2 separate regions of the Mus musculus genome follow, and region 1 is linked to region 2. Evidence: chromatin contacts called from public promoter capture Hi-C data. All regions are on one chromosome and are shown on one strand. The core of a region is the stretch at or near the end of the contact, and the rest is flanking DNA. Distances in the headings are between cores, read along the strand shown.

The links. Promoter capture Hi-C pulls out the DNA fragments that hold promoters and counts their contacts.
Region 1: a promoter capture Hi-C map of embryonic stem cells shows a contact between it and region 2. The contact joins the promoter of Tmem221 here to the promoter of Crlf1 in region 2. A contact is called at or near these places in 2 of 39 promoter capture datasets (embryonic stem cells and second pharyngeal arch cranial neural crest) and 1 of 9 other capture datasets (liver).

What each region holds. Positions count from the first base shown.
Region 1 is chr8:71,557,340-71,562,805 of GRCm38.p6, reverse strand. Tmem221 (transmembrane protein 221) reads left to right here and starts at 3,935. Exons shown (of 4, transcript NM_001100462.1): 1 at 3,935-4,316; 2 at 4,901-4,986. The coding sequence starts at 3,997. It overlaps Nxnl1 (nucleoredoxin-like 1), which reads left to right. Exons shown (of 2, transcript NM_145598.2): 2 at 1-2,251. The coding sequence ends at 197.
Region 2 is chr8:70,491,263-70,495,986 of GRCm38.p6, reverse strand. It overlaps Crlf1 (cytokine receptor-like factor 1), which reads right to left and starts at 2,839. Exons shown (of 9, transcript NM_018827.4): 1 at 2,587-2,839. The coding sequence starts at 2,710.

The sequences.
Region 1 (5,466 bases), core at 2,686-5,185, 1.1 Mb before region 2:
AGGAGGCCGCAGAGCTCCTGGACCGCAGCTTCCTGCAACCGGAGGATTTGGATGAGCCTGCGCGGCGCAGCATCACCGAGCCTCTGCGCCGTCGCAAGTACCGAGTAGACCGGGATGTCGGCCGGGAGCGGGGCCGAAACGGCCGCGACTCTGGTGACCCCCAGGGGGACGCGGGTACAAGGGCGGAGCTCTGGTGACTCCCAGGGTAGGAGTGGGGACGGAGCTCTGGTGACCCCCAAAGTACCCGGGTGCAGGGACAGAGGTCTGATGACCCCCTCCCCGCAAGGTACCCGGGTGCAGTGGTACCTCCAGAGGAACTCGGTGTAGGGGCAAGGCTCAGATTATCCTTGTCCTCTTCTAAGTTCAGTATGTTCCCTAAACAGCAGCCCAGGGTGGCCTTGAACTCACCATTCTCATGCCTCAGTGGAAGAGTAGCTGGAATGCCAGCCAAAAAGAGACAAGAGGTTTCTTTCCCAGATCTCCTCTAGTCTTTGAAAGAACATAGACTCCCACGAACAGATACCCTGAGCAAGATTCCCAGGTCTTAATCATGCACTAAAAATCCATAGAACCCCAAACTCAAAACTCCCATCCAAAACAAAACAAAAGAAGCAAAAAAGCACTCCTGCCAGGCGCACTCTGTGATGCACCCATGTCATTCAGCGCTCTGGTTGCAAGAGAGGGCCAGCAAGCTGACTCTGTGCAGATAGGCTCATGTTGTCAAGACTGACAACCCAAGTTCAATTCCTGGAACCCACTGAGTGGAAGAAAGACTGACTTCCGCAAGTCAGTTCTTTACACACACGATTGTAAGTGCATGCCCACACAGTGACAAATGAGTATATCTAGCAAAAATAGTTGGGATTTTGTTTTGTTTTGTATTGAGACAGGGTCTCTGTATAGCCCTGGCTGTCCTCGAATTCGTGCTGTAAACCAGGCTGGCCTCGAACTCAGATCCTCCTGCCTCTGTCTTCCAAGTGCTGGGATTAAAGGCATGCACTACCGCCACCTACAAAAAAGAAAAAAGAAAAAAGAAAGGAAGAAAGGAAGGAAGAAAGTGTGTGTGTGCAGAAGGTCAAGGCCATTTTTCGCTACATAGAGAGAGCACTAGGCCGGCTGCGGCTAGGTGAGACCTCGATCTAAGCCTCTGAGACTTCCGGACAGGACCCTTGTTTCTCTCAAAGGCTAAGTGTGTGCGATGTTTTTGCTTTTGCCTACGGCGTCCCCTGGCGACCGAATCGGGATAGTGCGTGAGTTTAAAACCCTCCTGCACCAAGCAAGTCCACGGAAGCTTGCAAACCTGACTTTCTGGGATCAAGAATCTGACTAGAGGGAGTAAGAAAGCTGTGAACCAGGGGAATCGGACCCTGCCAACCTCTCATCTGCCTCCGCTCCCAAGGGAGTAGTGGGGGAAACAGGTTCAAGACTGAATAAGCCTGACAACCTGTATTCGATCCCGGGGAACCCACATAGCGCTACTCAAACAAGTTGTCCCTTGACTTGCACTCATGTCCCCTCAAAGAGTAATTAATGGAGAATTTAAAATTATTATTTTGCTTTTTCAAGACAGGGTTTCTCTGTGTTGCCCTGTAGGCTCGAACTCAGAGATCCTCCTGCCTTTGCCTCCCGAGTGCTAGGACTTAAGGCATGTACTACCACTGCCCAAGAGAAAATTTAAAATGTTAATTAAAGGAAATAGAAATCCTCACTCACCCCTTTTAGGAAATAAAATGTGTACAGTTGCATGGGAATCTGCTTTGTAATCCACAACCGTGAGATGGAGTTGGCCTGGGAACCGGCGTTGTGACTCAGAACCTCACTGCTGGCGGCTGGGCTCCCAGGCTTGCTTATGTGTGTTCCTGGCTTTGTAGCTGACCCTGGTTGAAAGGTAGACACATCCCAAATGTCCATCAATAGATCAATGGATCAACACCTGTGGGATGTCCAGAGTGGACTATTGCTCAGCCACGAACAGGAATGAAGCACTGACACAGGCTACCATACCAGAGATTGAGTGGCAGCAGCCAGACACAAAACACTTCACTTGGCAGGAAGTGTCCCCAACAGGGACAGCCACAAATGGAGCTGCCAGGGCCTTGAGGACAGTGGAGCATGATTGATAGGAGGGACTCTCTTAAAGAGATAGAATGCTTCCAAACTAGATAGATATAGGCAGGGTTGCTCTGTAAATGTGCTTTAAAAACAAACACAAAACAGCGAGTAAAAACTGGATACTCTATTGTAAGTTTCATTCCAATTTGTTAAAAGTGATCTTTTTTGTTGTTTTTTGTTTTGTTTGTTTGTTTGTTCGTTTGTTTTTTCGAGACAGGGTTTCTCTGTGTAGCCCTGGCTGTTCTGGAACTCACTCTGTAGACCAGGTTGGCCTCGAACTCAGAAATCCACCTGCCTCTGCCTCCCAAGTGCTGGGATTAAAGAGGTGCATCACCACCACCCAGCCTAATTTTTATTTTGATTATATTTTCAGCAGCATATGCATATCTGAGTGAGGGTGAGGCCAGAAGCAGGAAGAGGGTGTGGAATCCCCTGGCCCTGGAGTTGCAAGCAGTTGCAAACCACCTGATAAGGATTCTGGGAACAGACCACCGAGTCATCTCTCCAGCCCCTCTGTTTACTTCTAAAGACAGTGTCTTGTAGTCCCTACTTTCTTCCAAGTGTCCACATTCCCATTGCCTCACCCTCTGAATTGATGACAGTGACGGCAGGCCTGTGTTATTGTGCCTGATTTGTTCAGATATATACACATTGAGAAGATGGCTCAGTGGATAAGAGCACCAGCATTTCTGCTCTTGCAAAGGGTAGAGTTTCAGTTCTCAGCATCCACACAGTGGCTAGTAACCATCTGTAACTCCAGTTCCAGGAGCCTAGAAGCCCTCCTATGACTTCCACAGATACCTGACATGCACAGACATACATACATGTAGGCAACACACTCATACACCTAAAACAAATGATGATGATGATGGTGATATTTTAATAAACAGCTACTAGAAGCTTGGTCCTCAGGGCGACAGGAAAATGCCTGTCTATGCCATAGGTGCAGTTTCCAGGGTCAGGCACTCTGTGAATCAAGATCTCCATCCTTGGGCTTTGTGACCCTGCCTGAGTCCAAGCAAGACTCAGAGCTTCATCTCCTGACATCTCCTCGGTTGCCCTCCCACAATTTTTTTTTTTTTTTAAAGACAGAGTCTCTATAGGTAGCCCTGACTGGCCTAGAACTAGCTATGGAGACCAAGTTGGGCCCCACTTCCCCGTACTCACAGTTTGCCCGCCTCTATCTCCTGGGCTCTGCCTACTTCTCCGACTCTCCAAACACCGCCCCACCCATCCAAACGGCGGGGCAATTCACGCCCCCTCCCAGACAAGTCTATTTCCAGGCCCCGACCCAAGACCACAACCCACCTGCGTTCTCCGCTCAACCAAACCCCACCTCTCCTCCCCAACACCTGTCAGAACTAGAGCCCTCCTACCTCTGCCTTGCAAGACTCCCTTTCTGGTCCCTTCACCCTGGGGACCCCACCCATCATCGTCCACAGGACTCAGACCCCGATGTTGGGATGTCCCTGAGGCCCGTCCTCTTAAGTCCGCCCTTCAGGAGCCTTCTTAAGCTCCGCCTTAGCCACGCCCCTTCCCACTCATCACATAGACCACGCCCCTCTTAAATTTTGCTTGTTCAACCCCGCCCCTCGTCTCCCGGTTCACCTAGGGGCTAGGCTCCACCCCTCTACAGGGGTGGAGCCCCCTCGGGATCTCCTAGCATGGCCCCTCCCAGACCAACCCCACAAAACCCCAGTTCCTCCTTCCCCAGCACACCCGGGGGAGGCGCCCTCGGCCGACGCGCAGTAAAAGAACACTTTCTCCCAAGTTTTTGCTCATTTTCCACGACCTATCTGGTACCAGCACTCGAGCCCCGGTGGCGTCCATACCCCAGGACTCCCGAACGCCTACTGCCGCCTCCCTCCATCCAAGGCCCGCGCCATGGGCCGTTCCTACGGAGGTCGGGTACTGGCCGCGATGACCCTACTGGGCATCCCGGCCGCGGTGCTGGTCGCGCTGGCTGCGCAGCTGCTGTTCCAGCTCCAGGCAGGGCGCGCGGAGCTTCGGCGCGTACGCACCGACGGGCTGCACCCGGAGCTGGACCCCGATGCCGGGCTACCTGAAGCTGCGGCTGGGGCATTGCTGCCGCTGGCGACCGCGCTGGCCGCGCTGGCACAGGTCCTCGGGCTTAGCTGCTTGCTGCTCGCCGCGCTCTGTGGTCACCTGGGCGCCGAGTTGGCACGCGGGCCGGGGCCGGGCAGGTAGGATACCACCGCCTCTACCTACAGAGAGGGAAACTGAGACTCCGAGAGCACACCGGTTTCTCGGGGTGATACTAACAGGGCCTCAGCGCGCCCCCTTCTTCCTGCGCTGGTGCTTCCCGTGTATGGGGGCGGGGGACACATGTCAGTCATCGGAGCTGCACCCCAACCTCGAGGCTTTCCTCTCTGAAGCGGGGTTCAGGAAGGGCGGGACTGACAGTTGTGGATACGCAGCAAGCCGCAGCCTGGTCACCTGCTCAAGACTCTGAGCTCGGTGGTGCAGGTGTAGGGACTCTACTTGGAACAGTGGGGATGCGATGAGATGCTCTCGTTGAGTCAACCACACCCTTGTCCCAACTTTGACCCTCCACTGTGTAAGGAAGTCTGGTGCTGGTTGGAAATTGGTAGATTCAAGCAAATGAGTGGTGGGTGCGTGGATAGATGGGGGTAGGGGTACATGCGGTGATGTTACAGCTGGATGACTGGCTAGGTAGGTAGGCAGGTGGAGGGCTGAGACTCTAAACTTTGGTTTCTGGTGTCACTGGGTCACTGTCCCCCTTCCTGCCCCCCCACCCCCACCCCAGGTCGGACTGGTTTCTGTATGACTGCCGCCTCCTCAGGCACTCAGCGCTTGGCCTGTTCTGCTGTGGGGTCTCCGTCTACTTAGCAGGTAGTGTGTGATGGGGGGACAAGGGACCTGGGGCAGGGTGCACACAGATCTCTGGACCAGTAGCCTGAGTTCAGGCAGTTGCCCCAACACTTTCTCTTGGATATGTTTCTCTTACTCTGTGCTTTAGTTTCCCCATAATTGAAGAGTGGTGAGTAGATCATTATATATACAAGAGTTGGTGCTTAGAGTGAACAGAGGGTTCTCTGTTAATGCTCATTATGTATCATTATTACTACTTATCTTGTAGGCCCAACTGGCCTGGGAGTTGCCTTGTAGCCAAGGCTGACATTGAACGTCTGATCTTGCTTTCATCTCCCAAACCTTGGGAGGAGAGGTGTGTGTGGTGTCTGTGTGTGCAGTGCCTACAGAGGTCAGAGACTACAGATTCCTTGGAAACTGCAGCAGCAGACAGTTCAGAATCATGAGGTGCTGGGACCCGATCCCATGTCCTCTGCAAGAGCAGCCAGTGCATTTAACCTC
Region 2 (4,724 bases), core at 1,590-4,089:
GTCCTTCATGCCCCAGATGGATGAGGTGGCACCAACATGGTTCTAGTCTGGGCCCTGAATGACTTCTCCCAGGCAAATTTGGCCTTGGGAGGAGGCGGGTCTTGCGAAGCCTGCAATCGCAGTTGCATTTGGGGCTTGTCCCAGGGCTCAGCGGAGGTCTCAGCGTCCGTGCGAAGGAGCAGGAGGAGCAGGCCAGAGCGGAGGCGGCGGGGGCCAGGGGGCCGCCCCGGAGGTCCCAGGCAGCCAGCCGCCCGCTAATTCAGAATTCCTTCGGCATGAACTGGGACGTGCCAGCGTCTCTACCCCGGCCCACCCACCGCTTCCTGCCTGGGCGCCCCCCTCAGCAGGGTGGGAGGCACTGCCCGACCCGGGACCCCACTGTCTGCACTCCTGGGCAATGATCACACCCCTCTGTCCCTCCCCAGCATTTGTCTGGCCAGGAAGGGGACTCTCTGGGGGGTCCTGGCTGGGGAGTAATGCCCTTTTACCACACTAGCCTAGCAGCTGCCCTTCGTGGCTTGAGGGGGGAGGGGGGCAAGCCCAAGCTTTCTCCTTCGAGCGACTGGTACAGTCCTCAGCAGAACCACCTGGCACCCCCTTCCCTGATTCCCTCCATAAAACAGGGAAGACGTTCTCTGGGCTCGGACTGAGAAGCCTGACTCTGGAGTACCAGAGATAGAGGACTCCAGTCTCCCTCTTGGCTTCCACAAACAATGGGCCAAAGCCACTGGGGACTGGGGCACACACATGCCAAGCTAGACAGAGCAGCAGCTGACAGCAGCCCCCTAAGCCTGGAGGAGACACCCCTCCTTTTTTCTTCCCTCTTCCCCTCCTTTCCACAAAGCCGGGGCCTATACAAGCTTATTTCCCCCTTTCCCAATGCGGAGTTGCTGCCGTTATTAAAAAGAACACCATGTGTTTTAAAAGGGAAAAGTGTGAGATTCCCTGAAAGGCCAACGGGAAGGTGGCCTCCATCCCAGCCATACCCCAGGGGCCCCCATCTCCTGTCCCGCTGGTACCTGCATACACTTTTACGACCCACCGGCTGGCTGGTCAGGTGCTAAGACACACGGTAAGTACAAACAGATTGCAGAGGTGTGAGAACCTCTTATTTAATTTCTCTCCCCCTTAAAAGAAAAAACACACGCGCCACCCCCACTCCGCCACCTTCGCCTGTTGCTCTGCAGCCCGCCCGGAAACAAAGCTTAGCGCTATTGGTGGCATTCAAAAACTACCCAGGCTTGGCAGCAACACCAACTCCCCGGAAAGGTCCCGGGTGTCACCACATCACCTGCCCAGCCGCCTTGGGCAAGCAGGAGTGTAGGTTCCTGTCCCCTGACAAGAGCGGGAGGGCGTCCACAGACACCGCGGACAAACTGCACAAGACTACTAGCCCAGAGCAGCAGCGCAGCGTGGTGCCCCTGCGGTGTGGCCTGTGTCTCCGGATGGGGTCCTGAGAGTGGTGGGGAAAGATCTCCAGTGCACTCAACCATATGCGTACCCCGGTGTTGCCTCCCCTGTGAAATAAATGTGGGACCACGAGTGCGGGCGTGCGTGTGTGTGCGTGCGTGTGTGTGTGTGTGTGTGTGTGTGTGTGTGTGTGTGTGTGTGTGTGTCTGTGTAGAGGATGGAATGCGAGCGCCGCGATGGTGTGCGAATACGCATCTGGGCTGCAGCGCGCGTCGGAGGGCAGGGTGACGGGACATAAGCCAGTGGGGCTCTTTTGTGTGTCTTTGGGTGTGTCCCAGAGAGGGTCTGGATGTGGAGACCGCATCCTGGCGGGGATGTGTGCGTTGGGTGATGGGGGCTCAAGGCCAGGAGTTCCTCCTGGGACAGTGGGATTCTCTCGGCAGCTGACCCCCACTGGGTGCCCCTTAGACAATGAAGTCTGGGCTCGCGGTGCCCGGACACGCTTGCTCTCGCTCCTCACCGAAATTTCAGTCGCTAGAGGCTCTCAACCCAGCGCAGCCTGAATGAGACCGGTTGTGAGCCCCACCAGTGGAGAGGACTTCGAGGATACCAAAGCATGGAGTCTGCTATAGGGGGGAGGGGGCGGCGCCGACCCCACGGAGAGGCAAGTCCCGAGGGACGCCGGGCCGCATGCCAGGCGGACAGGAGGGCTCACGATAACGCCCCACCCTCCCCCCGGGGATCATCACTTCATGGGGGAGGGGACCCCACTTTGCGCCAGCACCCAACCCAACGCACCCAAGCGTGCGTCCCCGGCCAGGGAGGCTTCCCTTCCGCTCTGATATCCAAGACACAGGCGTGCGCCCCGAAGCGTCCCAGCACCCTGAAGGAGGGGGGTCCCAGGACACTGCGATGTCCTTCAAACTGAGCCTGGCCAGACAGCCTCGCAAAGGGGATACAGATAAGAGGCCTCTGATGTATAACGGGGTACTCTTGGGAGGCTGGGTGGTGGTGCCATGAGCCCCACAGGTGAGGGCGCCCCGAGGGCCGCCTTCCTTTGTTCCCGGGACGTCCAGGTGGCGCTCGCGCCCCCTCTTCCATCCCCCGCGACTACCCCCCGGGGCGCCGGATCCCGGCTTCCCTGGGGAGGTGGGGAGCAGGGCGCACGGTACTCACGGGCTCCCGATCCGCCCCGAGGCACCCCGAGGACACAGAGCAACAGAGGCGACCACAGCGAGGACAGCGGCCGCGGCGGCCGCCGCGCGGATTGGGCGACGGGGCCCGGGCGACCCGCGGGCATGGGGGTGGCGCGCAACGGGCGGTGACTGCAACGCCGGTATGGGGCGGGGGCGAGTCTGCGGGGTGCAGATTGGGGCTCGGGTCCTCACGCGCGTCACTGGGCGCGGACAGCGAAGGCCGGAGCAAGTCTGAGCAGCCGAAATTGACAAGGCGCTAATGCGCCGCTCGCCCCGCCCGGCCCCGCCCCCGGCCCGGCCCGGCCCCTGGGGGGGGGGGTTGATCGTGGGCCCCGCACCGGCCTTCCCACCGCCCGCGGGCACCGCGCGCCCCGCCCGGCCGGCCTCCGCCCAGTTACCACTCCTGAACGTCCCATCCTCCTGCGCGAAGCCCCCCACTCTTTCCCCACCAGCCCGTGGGACCTCCCTCTCTGGTCCCGCCCGTCCCAGGCTTCCCACCCCCTCATCTGGGATCCTGTACCCTTAACTCCGAATGGGTTCCTAGCTCGCAGCCCTGGTGCTTTTCCAGGATCCCCTCCAGTCTACCGGGATCCTTCCTATCCACCTTCCCCGCCCCTCTTACGGGGCCCCCATACCCACTTTGGTCCGCCACACACACATTGAGCAGTACCTGAGCCCGTTCATCCTCTTTCAGCCCTTCTTCCTTCCCCAGAGAGTTTGAAAGTTGCCACCAGTCCCTTTCTCTGGGTGCATGGGTCCTACCGATCCCCACCCTAAGCCTTCATGCCACCTCTCCCATCGCTGTAGTCTCGTTTCGTGCGGGGGGGGGGGAGCCAGAAGGCAGGGAGGGAGTCTCCGGCCTCTGGTCCCTTCTCAACTATCATATCTGCGGGTATTGGATATGGGGATGTCCCGGAGCGCGTGCAGGGAGCCCTTATGAGTGGGCTCATGGGGAGAGGTGTGTCCTTTGGGGAACGGGACCGAACCCTGCATTCCTAGTTCCCATCGGTGCAGAAGAGTTCTCCCTAAACTTCTTCACATCCCCCCACGGAAAAATCCACTCAGCGGCCCGCGGGTGGGGTGCGCCACGCGGTGAGTAATCACTGCAGCGGCCGCCGCCCGCCAACTTCAGGTAACGCGGGCAGCCCCGAGCAACGCAGAATTATCACTGATTGAGCGCAGAGTTTTTTCTCTGGGTTATTTTTGTTGGCCACTGTTTGGGGTTTTGGGGACCCCTCCCGGACCAACCCAGCCCTGGCATTTCATCTCTCTGATCGCTTCTTCGTCTCCACCCTATCCGGATGCCCACGAAGGGAGGTCTCTGGCCTGCAAGGTCTTTGCTGGTGGGGCGGCGCTTGAAATGCGAGTTCCCGGGTGGTCCCACCCCACGGGTTTGGTAAAGGCCCCCAGCCACAGCTCCCTGAGAGTAAAGGGCTCGATTTCTCCCATACAGCCGTTCCCTTGGAGGCTCAGCCCCTTCCTTAAAGGTCCTCCAAGAAGCTTCAAATGACAAAGGAGAGAAATAAAAACTAATTCGGCCACTGCCATTTTGCTGGGGGCAAACTAGGCCACTTGTGCCTCAGTTTCTTCTTTTGTACAGTGGCTAATCTGGGACCAACTTAAAAGTTTACGTGTAAAGAATCAAGTACGGGAAAGAAAATCCCCCCAAACTTAAAACCTGATTAGCACGGTGGGATGCAGAGGTGGCACTGGCTTGCAGGTCTCCTCTGAGAAATGTGGCCAGGTGGCCTAAGGCTCTGTGGAGACCTGGGTCTTGGCTACATTTCCAGGACCATTGCCGCCCCTCCCCCACAACGCCTATTCGCTCCGGTCTCCATATAGGTAGAGAGGTAGGAATCTCGACTCCTGGGAGGCTTTTGGAGCAAAGATCTTTATTTTACTTGTTCCCGAATGCTCCTCCTCCCAGTCCCGGGTGGAAAGGGCTAACTTCCCCTATGCACCCAGGTGCTGCAGGCAACGACCTGGGAGCTGCGTGACTGAATGCTTTCCCCTTCTTCCCATACGTACAATCCATCAGCAATCCGGTTGGCCCTGGTTCCAAAACACACCCCCATCCTGAGCTTCTGACACACCCCTCTCCTGGTCCAGGCCCCTCAT